2 separate regions of the Drosophila melanogaster genome follow, and region 1 is linked to region 2. Evidence: chromatin contacts called from public Hi-C data. All regions are on one chromosome and are shown on one strand. The core of a region is the stretch at or near the end of the contact, and the rest is flanking DNA. Distances in the headings are between cores, read along the strand shown. Region 1 has its middle 16 kb from the start of lncRNA:CR45096. Region 2 holds the start of lncRNA:CR43652 (long non-coding RNA:CR43652).

The links. A called contact is a pair of places that touch in the nucleus more often than the background predicts.
Region 1: a contact with region 2 is called in a Hi-C map of the Kc167 cell line, with 3 times the contacts expected there. A contact is called at or near these places in 9 of 107 Hi-C or Micro-C datasets (the Clone 8 cell line, the Kc167 cell line, the S2 cell line and 4 more) and 2 of 7 datasets of targeted methods (both in the Kc167 cell line).

What each region holds. Positions count from the first base shown.
Region 1 is chr3L:13,189,879-13,196,250 of dm6, reverse strand. No RefSeq gene overlaps it. Among named protein-coding and RNA genes, the nearest start is that of lncRNA:CR45096, 16 kb to the left of the region's middle.
Region 2 is chr3L:13,077,895-13,084,472 of dm6, reverse strand. lncRNA:CR43652 (long non-coding RNA:CR43652) reads left to right here and starts at 1,821. Exons shown (of 1, transcript NR_073928.1): 1 at 1,821-3,174.

The sequences.
Region 1 (6,372 bases), core at 3,206-5,705, 110 kb before region 2:
AAAAGCAGGAGCAGGAGCATCAGGCGGAGCAGGAACAGGGGCATGAGTTTGGTGGCTGAGCAAACATGGCCTGCGACTTGATTGACTTAAAAATGCATACACCTAGTCGTTCGTACATACAGCCAGCCGTTTATTTGCCTCCGGCTGGCCAAAGCTTTTGGTCTTAACTCTCGCCCTGGCTGTTAATAGAATTTTTCATGAGCTCTGAGGACGCATTGGCATTGTGTGGAGTCACTCAAACTTGAACGAAATTACTTTATAAGTAGTTAATTTGATTGGTTGAAAGGGGACTGGTTGAGGCATAGAGCTGCCATGCACCTGTCATGTAAGTCAAAGGTGAACTTTGAATGGGTTTAATCGCCGGGGATGGCAGAACTTTGGTAATAATATTTAGGCAACTAGAAAAGGCCTTCAAAAGGTCCTGCGGCTAGCACAGAAAATTACATTCTAGTTTTGAAAGATGGGGCAGCCTAAAGGGAAATTTAAAATGCACATGTTAAAATAAATAATGACATTTGTAAAATATTTTGAAATTCATATTTCTACCACAGGTTCATGTACACATTTTATTTTTATTCAATAATAAAATTGTTTGTATTTGTGTTACAGTTTATTGTTCGTCGAAGGATGGTTCAACGTTTATTTTATTTATTTAGTTTCAGGCTTGTTTTGTGTTTACATTATATTAATAGTTTCCTAAAATTCACTATTGTTTATTCTTATGTTTCATATTGTAGAAGTACAATGATAAATTAATTATGATTATTCTATTTAAAGTTGCTTGATAAAAAACTTCAAATGGTACCTTATGTGTACTTCTCCCTTCCCCCTTATTTTTTTGGTGACATACTATACCTGTTGGGAGTATAATATCATAGCAGTCCCTTTTAGCCCAACACCTGCTTTCAGCCCCATTAGCTCGGTGAGTTACGAAGCCCAAAAACCTGGTAAACTGAAAGCAAGTTCAGGTTTATAAACAAGTGCAACCCCTGACAAGTTTTCACAACGAATTAATCACCATAACAACAATGCCTAATGGACAACAAACAAGCCTATATATCAGACAATTAGCGACAATAGAGTAAACACGGCTCAGTGACAAGTGAAACCCAGAAGGAAAATGGATAAAAAACATTTAGAGGACAGGGATGAAGTGGCTTTCCCCAAGCGAACAAAGGAACATTGCACTTTTAGCCATGGCTCATAAATTCACGTAGATGCACTCAATCGAAGGGTGAGGGTCGACCTGAAAAATCATAGGAATACGGGGTGTTGAGGGTGGATATGTAGAGCGATTGCTCGCTTTCGACTTGGCCAAGTGAGAACAGGAGCCCTCTAAATAGGAACAAATCCCAGTTGCAGTTGCACACTGCACCACTGCAATTAGACGTGGAACCAAAAGACCCATAATGATTTAACTCGCTCGGGGATCTGTCCGGATATACATATGTATGTATACAGCCCAGTGAACCTCAGTTGGTCACGTGTCGTTCACAGGATATTACTTTTATCGGCCAGTGCTCGGCACACTCCCATGAAAATTGATAACACCCCGAACGAAACCCAAAACGATAACTGCCTCTGGTCTAATCGCAGTCGTGCGATCAGTCTTTGCCTTTGCTAGTGTCTCCGAAATTAATTTCCAGCAAATTCATTATGGCCAAGAAGCACATTAAAACGATAAGTAATTTCGCACAAAACGGTGTCAAGTCAACCAAACATGAAAAACCAGGAAATTGAAATACTTATTGTGTTCCTCTGGGGTTTGGCAACTGCTTGTAAAGCATGATAAAGGAACGGGTTGTGAACGGGAATGTTCTGAGAAATATTTTAAACCTGAATCTTTTAATGAAATCTAATAACTTGGGAAACATTTATTGTTTCTTAAAATTTGGGGTGGTGCCCTCAACCGTAAGATATAGGATAGGTTAAAACCTATTAAGTTCAGGGAGCATTGTCTGAAAAATGGGGGTAATATGATTAAAATAATACGTTTTTATAATAGAAATTCATTTTAAAATCAAATTTTTGAAATGGTAAATTTTCTTATATGTAGGTACGAATACTGGATTCTTTTCACTTTACTATTGAAAATGGTCTCACATAACTTTCAACTCTTTAGCAAGCCCTTGAAATTATGCACGCTTTTAAGAGAAGGCTCGCTGTTTACGAAACAAAGAGTCCCAATGGAAAATGGAAAACCCTGGGGGCAACGTCAACCCAAACCCATCCCAATCAACCCCCAACGCCAACCAATTACTGGGCAAAGCCTTGGGTTCCAAGGCAGACCTGTCTAGGCTGCGGTGCAGACATCATTTATCAACTAACCAAACAAATCAAAACGATGCCGCGCTGCCCGAAAACTAAAACCATGGCAAACACATGGAGCTATATAGTACTGGCAGTCTGGCAGAGAAGCAAATACAGAAGTGAAAAATGATTTGAAATGGATTACAAGCTGCTTTCATCATCAGCATCAGCATCATCAGGCAGCATCATCAGCAGCAGCCAGGGCAGAAATCTATTTACGCAAAACTTTCGTTGGCTGAATGCAAAAACTGTAACCGAAACGGAAGATCGGAATGGTTATACACTGGGGGAAAATAATAGGAAGTGCAACAGGATTTTAATGATTTTCCGCTACTTGCTTACTTATACAGCTTAATGATCCAGCTTAAATTCAATTTTAAAAATCTCCAGCTTACAAATACATCTTATTCAGGCTTTTAAGAAAGAACATTTAGCCGGTGTAATTACCTTATGAAATTAAAAGCTAATCCCTTTCTTCTGACAACATTACATGGTACATTTTTCTCCCTGTGCAATTGTGGCTCGACGTTTTCTGCACAATCACTTAACATCATTAAAATGAAGCGTAAATGAAAATTGCGTTCGCTCCAACCCCGAACCTCTGCTAATGTCGCTGGCATTTTGGAATTTTTCGTGCAAATATGAAAACGCAGCCACCGAAGGAACTTCTGGCGCATGAGGGGATCGGCGGAAAGGAGGGGGAGGTGGCAACATCATTCATCAAGGATTTAGTTAAACGACGTCGAGCGGAGAGCGTTTCCCAGCGACTGGGCTTTGGGTTCGGTTTGGAAACCCCGGCCGGGGACCATTCATCATCATTCGTCTGGGATTATGCTTTTTAAACATACGATTGCTGTCAACAGTGCCGTAGTGTTGGAGTCGTTCTCGTCATCGGGCACTCGTCTCCGGATTGTGGACCAAACTGGACTGGTCCTTGCTGAATGGGCTTCCAAATCGAACTGAAAATCGAATGGGATCCATTCAAGCGCGTCTGGTCGATTTAGGGGAACCTTGGTCCTGGCATTAGAACAAATCAACTGGGGACCATGGTCCACACACAGCAATGTCCCCAAAAAGGACCTCTCTTTTCATCCCCCATAAATCAATCATATTTGCGGGACACGAGCAGCTGAAGGGAATGGCGAGAGTCGCATAATTTATCAAAGAATTTTTACAAATATTTGTAAATAATTTCTGGCCAACGCAATCTGCTACATGACACCCAGGCAAACAATGGAATGGGTACGTTCCATTCGGGGATTAGCAACAGCCAGCAAACAACATACAAACAGGCAAACAAACAAGCAAAACAGGAACAGAAACATGTCTGTCATCCTGACAATTGGCTTTGGTTCACTGGCTGTTCCTCACCATTGACAGAATGTTGGATCCGATGGGCCGGAGGACACCCCAGATCCACATCCACACCCCCATTCCCACCCAGATGACCGGCTAAACAAACAGCCGTAGTTCGAGGAGAGTCCTGGTAGAAGGCTTGTCAAAATCAAAACACAAGTCGCAGACGACAGGGCTAACATCCTAAGCACGGTTGGGAATGGAGCTTTCGACCAGCTGGACAGCTGGTGACTCTTTCTGGCGGGGAATGGGGTTGGGATGAGCAAAGCTGGTCAGCAGGACAGATGTATACAGCTGGACAACTGGCAGGAAACTCACTCAATTTAATTGAAGCAACAGAAACGGTTTCACTATCAAGTCACTGCCAGAAATAAAATGAAGGAGAAATGTATTTCTTGCAAAGAATGTTCCAAGGTACTTTCCTTAATTTTCGAGCATTATTACAATTATTACAAGCTTAAAAATTAAATACATTTTTGTTTGGTTAAGACTGGAATATGCGCTTGAAATATATAACGATGTCTTTGGTTTTTTTACTTTTACATAAATTAATATCTTTGTACTAAAAAAAATGTTCTTAGTTTTACAGGTATGCCATAATCTATGTGATTCACCATGCACACAAATCTATGGGTTTTGCTCTCCGAAAAGGCATTTCCGCCGTTAAAGTAAATGTGAAATAAATAAAGCAAACGAATGTGTTTATTAAATTAACACACGCAGCTGGACAATTCCACTTCGCAGCTCCGAGTCACAATTATCATAACAATAATTCAAGATCTGAGTGCGAAGAAACTTAAGAGCAGTCCGATGTGGGGGCTTATTCATTGAAGTGCTGCCGAGGCCGGACAAGTTTTCCTGCGAAACAATAAAATCATTTTGAATTCCATGCATAAATTTGCGGACCCATTCAAGCTAATTATCGATTGAATAAAGTATAACGAAGGTGGCGAGAAAATCATGTTAAAGTCGTACATTTGCGAAACTCTTATCGAATTTTGCGAATGTAGCGGATCACTCGCTGACAGACTTATTGACAGAAAGTGTTCGATGAGTCAGGGCTTGTGTACCTTTATGCGGTTTCTTGGGCCAGGGAATCTGCTAATTGATTGATTGGACGAGCTGGTGAGTAACCCAAAAGTATGAAAGACATGGCCGCAAAACGAAAGCCAAGGCAGCAGAAAACCAGAACCAGCAAAGCTATAAGTGCCGCATGGCATTTTTAATTAGGCATGGACGGCTGGTCCTGGTCCAGAGAGCTCTTAAATAATTCAAAGCAAATTATGCGACAGTTCCCGCAAAGAGCCAAATAAAAAAAAAAAAAAAAACCAAATGAAAATGAAAATGTGCAGACCAAAAAACGTTTGGGTAAGCACTTAACCCTTTTTGCTTTCCCCACCAAAAATGTCTATAATTATTTGCACTGTGTAAGTCAAAGTTTGCAGACCGCTGGGAACCACTGAAGTAGCCACCCACCACCGCCCTTCATTTTTTACACCCTCCACACCCCTACATACAACCGTAAATAAAAAGCGTTGCAAAAGAAATGTCAATATTATATTTAAGACGTCGTTGGGTCTCCGGTTTTCCCCCACACAACCGTTTGCGAAAAATTCAAGAAGCAAAACACACAAATCAGTAGTAAAAAAGGTAAACGCATTTCTGCTCCTCGCCGAAGACAGGAAGACATACATAATATTATAATTGCCCAACCAAATGGAAATAAGTTCTGGCATCTTAAGTGCCATTGGTTCGCAGGAGCGACGACAACGTCGAGATCTCAAAAGGGTTAAGGGGAGTGGATCTGAATCCCGGAGAAAAAGTTAAGATTCGACATCTGACTCATCAGAGGGGCGGACCAAAAGCAGATGGATGTGAATATAAGAGAAAATTTAAGGTGCACTTAAGTTTAGGATTGGTAATTCAGAATTCAGAAAAAAAATTACCTCATTTGAGGATCTACATAAAAAAAAAACAAAATTAAATAAAGGTGGGAAGTTCCAGCCTTTGATTAGTGAATGCTATTGTAAGCCCTGAGAACCAATATTCAACATTCTTGGTTTAAAATAGTAAAATTTATTGATTCAATTTAATTTTATTTTAAATAATAGTAATAGTAGTTTTAACTGAACATGCACACCTGCCAAAAAAAATACTTCCATTAAAAACTTTTCATCATTTCATTGATCGACTATCAATTTCTCACCACTTTTTTAATTTTCATTCCATTTCGTTTTTGCAACTTTTTCGATTTCTTTCGGATTAGTTTTAGTACTCAGCTGGCTTGGCAACTTTTTAGTTACTTTAGAGTGATTTTATTTCTTCCGCCTACAGTGAGTCAATCCGATAGATGACTCATCCGGAATTCAAATGTTATCAAACTCTTATCCAGCGAATTTTTGGGGACAATGTAAGCGAATGGGGAAAGGAAAAGTGCTTGTCTCAAGCCAATTAAATTGTTTTCGCCATAAAAATGTGCAGCTACCGAGAAAAGACAGCGGTTGTGGTGGGGTAAAGTTCCCCGAGTATAACTAAAGGCAAAGCCTCACGATCCAAGAGCAGCGATAAAAAGTCTGGGCACTGAGGATGAAATTTTATCACACTGGGCAGCAGGACTCGAAGGACATCTCCCCCCAACCCCACATGACGTCGCACGTTTTGGGCATTCGTCTCGATTGCAGTTTAGTGCAATCAAAGAGGATTCAT
Region 2 (6,578 bases), core at 572-3,071:
AAACCCATTTCCCTCAACGCATGCGTCACACTAGATTTATGTTCGGATGCACTTTAATAATTTTCCACTCGCCATCGACAATTGTATCCTTTTTGTTTCCCGCATAGAGTGAAAAGTCCAGTTTGCTTTCGTTTTCAAGTGCATAAAGTACGAAACGCATTGATCCCGTCAACTTTTGAGCATTTGCAATTATTTCTGTTATAGGAATTTCCCAATAACAGATCATTATCAAGCTACCTTATGAGGGTGGACTGTCCTGCAATGTCAGCTGGCCAGTTGCGTTAAATGAGCCAGCTCCATTTCGATTTGTCCAGCATTTCCTGTTCATAAATTGGATCGGCTTCAAAGAGATTAGAGTCTTAGTGGGTAGCAATAACCTGGTAAACTAATGTGAAATGGGTCGGGTTTCAAACAATGTGCTATGCAAATATAGTGCTTGTTTAACATCACAAGTTATTCGTTCAAACCAAGCACAAAAATAATAATACAAACACCTATGTTTTACTCATGTTGACTTACTTAACTCACTTATAAGGGCTTAGTATCATCACAACCCACTTAAAATCAAACACTCCGCAAAATCTCCACTCAAAACCGATCCATTGCGAGCAGTTGAGTGCGACTAAGTCCATTTAATCAGCAATTAACTGCAGTCAACAAATCACAGTAAATCTGACCGAGTGATTTCAATTTTAATTGCCTTAACCCTTTAGCACTTAAACGAGAAGCCCTCGATGTGCAGAGAGATGTCTGAAAAGAAAAAATAGTGTTAAGACCTAAGCTTACTTAATGTGACCACTTTGAGCGGTGTCGACGTCAGCGAGAGTTGCCTACTCAACGGACATCTGGGAATACTCTATGTATCCAGTAGATATAAAACGGGTAAGAGGAGTGACAACGATAGGAGGACTATTCCGTAAGCGGCTTATGGCAATAAATTGTTCATGGCCCGCCAGCATTTTCTACTGCTTTCGTCTAAAAGTTTGAACAAAGTGGCCAACAAAATGCAGCGTTTTTGTCATTCTTCTTTCGGCCTTGGTATTTTGGTTTTTTTTTTTTTCGACAATTTACCACAATGATTAATCACCCAGAAGGAGGCGTATTCCCTTCCGTCCTGTTGGTAATATAATATTTGTCATAGTTCATAATTTAGATATTTTTATATCCAGAGGGGTGGAACAAAGCAAAGCAGAGCGCAAAAAAGAGAAATAATAAAATATTGCAGTCTGGTAAAAAACATCAACTGCATATGTTGCAACCGATTCAAGTGCAGTTGAGAGGGGTTTTATGTGTTTGGGGTTGGGAAGTTGGGGGTACCAGGATATCGAGGGGTTGAGTTTGTTTGCGCACACTTTGTGTACAGTTGAGGGGTGACCACGGTGATATATCCTGGTATATTTGCCCAGTCTCACTATCGATGTATAGAGGTTTTTTGTTTGCCTAGAGGGTTGATTCGATGCGGAACTCGATGTCGCACTCGCCATTGTGCAGGTCAAGTTAGTAGGTGTTTCCCGGCGAATTTGTGGTTGCATTGAACCTGGTTAACCAAAAGGATTGGTGTAGTAGTGATGTAATCAAGGAAGGGTGGCAAAGAGTGCACAGAAGGATAAGTTGATCGGAATTAAAAGGATGTCAAGATTTACTGTATAAATAAACAGACGCATTTGTTGTAGCTTATGGAATCTGCATTCTGTTTATTTTACGTTAACACACAATGCATATTCAGATTGGAATTTAACCTCTTGATAATTTTAGGGTTGCTTGACTTAAACTACTATTTTTTAAACAAGAGGCATTTATTCAAATGACAAAAAAAGAAAATTTCGATTCCCCAAATTTATTGCGTGTTCAAAACGCAGCAAAGGTGATTTTCTCACCTAGAATCGGGCAATCAGAGAAGTCATCCAGGATGCAGGTTTGCACGATAACAAGCCACACACAAAGCCAATCCCTTGGACAAAGAGGAAATTTGCTTGGCAAGGATAATAAGTGGATAATTTATTAGCCATCGACCAGCATTGAGTATCGAATGGATGCACGTTGAATGTTGGATGACAACTGCAAAACTGCAGCCAGATTGCCCAGATAGAGAAACGTATGCGAGGATGCGGGCTGTGCTGGAATGGGGAGATTTGCCTGGTATGGAATATAGGAGTACAGGATGCCAAACAAACGAACAAAGGACGAGTGTTTAGAGTAAACACAAAGGCGACCATAATACAATCATAATTGCATTTTTACAACAACCCAGGGAGAGTGTGTCGGATTTTATGCTCCCAACTTCGGTTATTGACAGTTCACACCAAGGACATGCTTTGAGTCCTAAGCACCCAAGTACAAAAACACACGAACCGAGGCGAAATTAAATTTTTATCTAATATAAACTCGCAGCAGGCACTCGTCCCTTTTGCGCTCTGTTGTTACTCAGTCCCTTTATTTTTTGCACAGCGATATGAGCGATATGGCTCAAGGACATTCCAGGAAATGACAAGGGACACACACACACACACAAACGCTGTCAGTTTTCACACCAATTCCCGGAGGATGCACAAAGTCCTGGCCAATGTCCTTCAGTGGAGCATTAATTTGACTTATCCCTGTGACGGCGGGCCACCAGCAAGGACACGCACTCGGTTGGAAAAGTGCAATTAATGTCGAACAATGGCGACTTTTGTCAGCGCTGGACACACACGCGAACGTCCAAGGATGCACAGACCATTAGCCACGATCCAGGACCCAAGGCCAAGGACCTTGTGCATAATTAGCCGGCACTCCGAATGGGTTGCCTGTCCTTCGGGCCAAGTCAAGGCCCAATTGCACAATGCCATCAGGACACACAGGGCGCAGCAACCTTGAGTCATAATTGAGGTCCTGCAGGATAATAAATGTTTTTTGCTCAACCACGCGCCGCGCATGCGCAGTATCGAGCCCAAAGGCGAATGCAAGGCGTGCGCTGATAATAAACACATTTAACTTATCCTCAAGGTTAGCTGAAGGTCTTAGCTGGTTCCTGTATATTCTTAATTACAGCCCATAAAGTACAAATTGAGTCGTAAAGCAAAGTCCAAAGGACAGAACCTGCAGAGTTCTGGGATCCATTAAGAAATATCTCTCAGATAAATATATTCATTGAGTGACATTCGAAGGTCGTACTAAATAGATAATCCCATTCTTAAAAGTGAGTTGTTTTATTGTGGTAATAATATATCAGCCCACGTGCTTGGTAAATCGTTTAAAGTTTCTACGAAAATTGAGTACAAAAGGTTATAGTATAGTAGTAAAGGACTGGAAATATAGAAAAGTTTTCACACGGCTATATTTCCACATAAGTGGAGTATAAACGCATACCCTTTTACCCCTAATTCTACTCTGAGGTAAGCTCATTTCAATTAATACGAATGCAAACCTTAGAACTTACATAAGCTCATTTAAATTCAATGCTCATTCCTTCTGATGGATGTCATGGAGTTCTTCCGTCAATTACCATGCCATCGAACAAAGTCCCATGTCGTGAAGTGCATCTTTGTCCTTGCGATTCGCCCACGGAATCACTTGGGAGACCGATCTTGAGCCGCGGTCTTGAGTCGCAAAGTGCACTTATGTCAATGCCGCATTAAATAACTAAATCAAGCTCAAACATGGACATCGCCTTGAGATTATCCCACAAAGATGCAGTGGGCAGAGTGGAGTGGAGTGGAGTGGGGTAGTCGGCATACCCTGTAGGGCGACAAACATCGAAGGCTGAATGTTGCGGCGACCCAAAGTGGATGCCAAATAACCATAATGGTGTTTATCCACAAGTTCATTTCGCTGTTTAAACATGCCTCCGAATTCAGCCCCGACACAATAAACAAGCCAACTGGATGCGAGATGCCATCGGCTGCGGCGCCCCAAACATTTCGGTGTGTGTTTTTTATTCCATTTGAGCCTGGTCCCTCTGGGGCATAGACTTCTGGCTTCGATGGATAGATGGATGGATGGATGGACGACTGGGATGCGATGGGATGAAACGGTATGGGTCGGGATGGGGGGGCAGATGGGGTAGCAGATTGGACCACTTGAAACCAAACGCGGTAGCCACTCACGAGCATCGAGCATCGAAGTGCATTGCGCTGTTATTTTAACGATTATGCTGATGAGCAGCGATGGCCAGCGATGGCGACGCGGGCGATGATCCATCAGAGTTCTGGACATGGAAATGCAATTTGTGTAATTTATGCCGATGCTCGGCGAACGCAACCAGATACTCAATTTTGTGTGTGTGCCTCCGATTAGCCAGGCGATCCGCCAGATACAAAATGTTCGTTCGGCTATCGGAGATGCAGAGCCTAAGCCACTTGTCTGCTTCGTTCGGACTCCACCTGAATGCGATCCCCGCTTTTGATTTATGATTTCAACAACACAGAAATTAAAAGCCTTTCGGGTTTAGCGTTTTGGGTTGCTGTCTGGATAAATGCCTGACCTGCAGCAAATGTTGTCATCGGGAGAAATGGTACCGGCAATGCCAACATCAATTAATAAAATACCTTTAATTCCTCTTCTGTGAGAGTTCGTCCATCCAGAGGGCACATCAATCAGCTTATCATATCACTCGGGCTGAGTAGACAGTTTAAATGTCAATTAGAGGTAGAGCTAGTCTAGCTGCGGATCATTAAATATAAATTATGAGGGTCTTGAACTGGTCCGAAAAACTATAAGCCAGTAAGACGGTAGCTGGACGCCTGGAGGCTGAGACAACTTTTGTGAAAATCTCCGGGAGAATCAATCAGAATTATGGTAAATAGTCGGATGGATGGCTTACCTGCAGAGAAGTCTTAACTTTATGCATTATCAAACTCAATTCTCACACAGGAAAAAAATATTACAATCTGTACGTAACTGTATCGTTAAACTAAATTAAGTTAGGCGTCAGAAATATTGTATATTTCTTTCTGTGCAGTGACACGTAACTTGCAGTGGATTCTCCTCCCATCGAAGGGCGAAATTTACTATTTGGCAATATTTTGGCTTTATGAGTGCATCAAGGATATATGCAGGCAGGAGTAGGAGCAGAAGCGGGAAGGACGCGTCGCAACCTTCGACTGGGTTGTGTTGACTCGGCGACAAATCGTTGCCAACTCGAGCATCCTGACCAAAAAGCAAAGCAAATCAGAGCAGTAAAATCTCAACTGCAGCGAAGAGTGAGCGAGGGCAGGCAATAGCATTTCATTGACGTTAATAAATGACCGGAAGGACATTGTATGGGATGCCCTGGCGTGGCAATAAACAAACAAAAGCAGAAAAGAAGGACCAGCCAACTCGGTTCTCGGACCCCGGACCTGTTCGCCACTGTCCTGTCCAGTCGGCGAGTCCTGGATCCCTGCATTTTTGCACCAGGTCCTGTTGCATTTTTGGCCAGCCGGAAGTTTACTGCAGCGTCTGGCACCCTTTCCACCTCCACCCGATATGTTCTTCATTTTGCTTTTTGTTGCCTTTTGCCGCTGCTAAAATTTCATTTCACTGCGAATTTTTCACAGGATGAAAAGCAGCTGCTTTCCAGGATGCTGCTTAGGTGTGGGAACCGAAATCGTCTTTTCTTGGCTCGCAAAAATCAATCGCAGTTAGTCGGAAGTACTTGCGCACTTTGTGCTGAACATTTTACGCAATGATTAATTGCCATCCTTGTTAGTGCAAGGATACCATGGGAAGGAAATGGGTTTTTTCTTCTCGGTAGCTGGCAATCGGCAAAGGATCTGAAGGAGCCGTGGAGTTCAGTGTGAGAAGATTTTAAAGCAGCTTTAAATTAAATTTAATGTTGCCATGTAAGGAACACTTGAATACATTTATAAAAATTCTGGTTGCTGAAAAGCATTTAGGTGGCTGGTAAGAACATGACCATTACAATTTAAGAGAATATATACCTAAGATACTTTAAATGTTCGATATAAATATACTATATAGTAGATTAGTAGAAGTATAAATAATAATTTGTATTGAACATTTGAATGATATAATATTATAATGTGCAACGTGTAAAACTACTACTTATTTTGTAAAGTAATACTGCCATTAAATCTATAGACTGCAGATGTCGAACATAATATCACTATTCAAAACGCATAGTTAACCCAATAGCTTGTGGAGCATCATGCTGTATGACAATTTGTAGCTCGTAGCGTAAATTGTTGCCACAACCTACGCCACGCCAATCAAGTTTCAATCGAGTTGGCGAGGAAGCTCTATAAATTCCGGCTGGTCAATGTCAAGGCAGTTGGATACCAGGAAGGACGAGGAGACGGAGCAGCAGCAGTAGCACATCCTGTTAATGGCAACAAACTACGTAATAATAATTGTCAATTGCCAACACGTACGATGATTACACATGTTCCAAAACGGCCAGCTGCAGACTACAGACTTTGGACTCTGCTCTTGGCCGTTGGCTGCTGGAGAAGCCATTTAACGTAATATGGGTAATATGTGAGACAGGCCCCTTAGTAGCCTTAAGGCCAGGATAACACAGGGCATTACAGAGGCGACAGCGCCAGATCCAGAGACACATACAACGACAACGACACCGAATGCGAAAAGGAGAGGAGTTT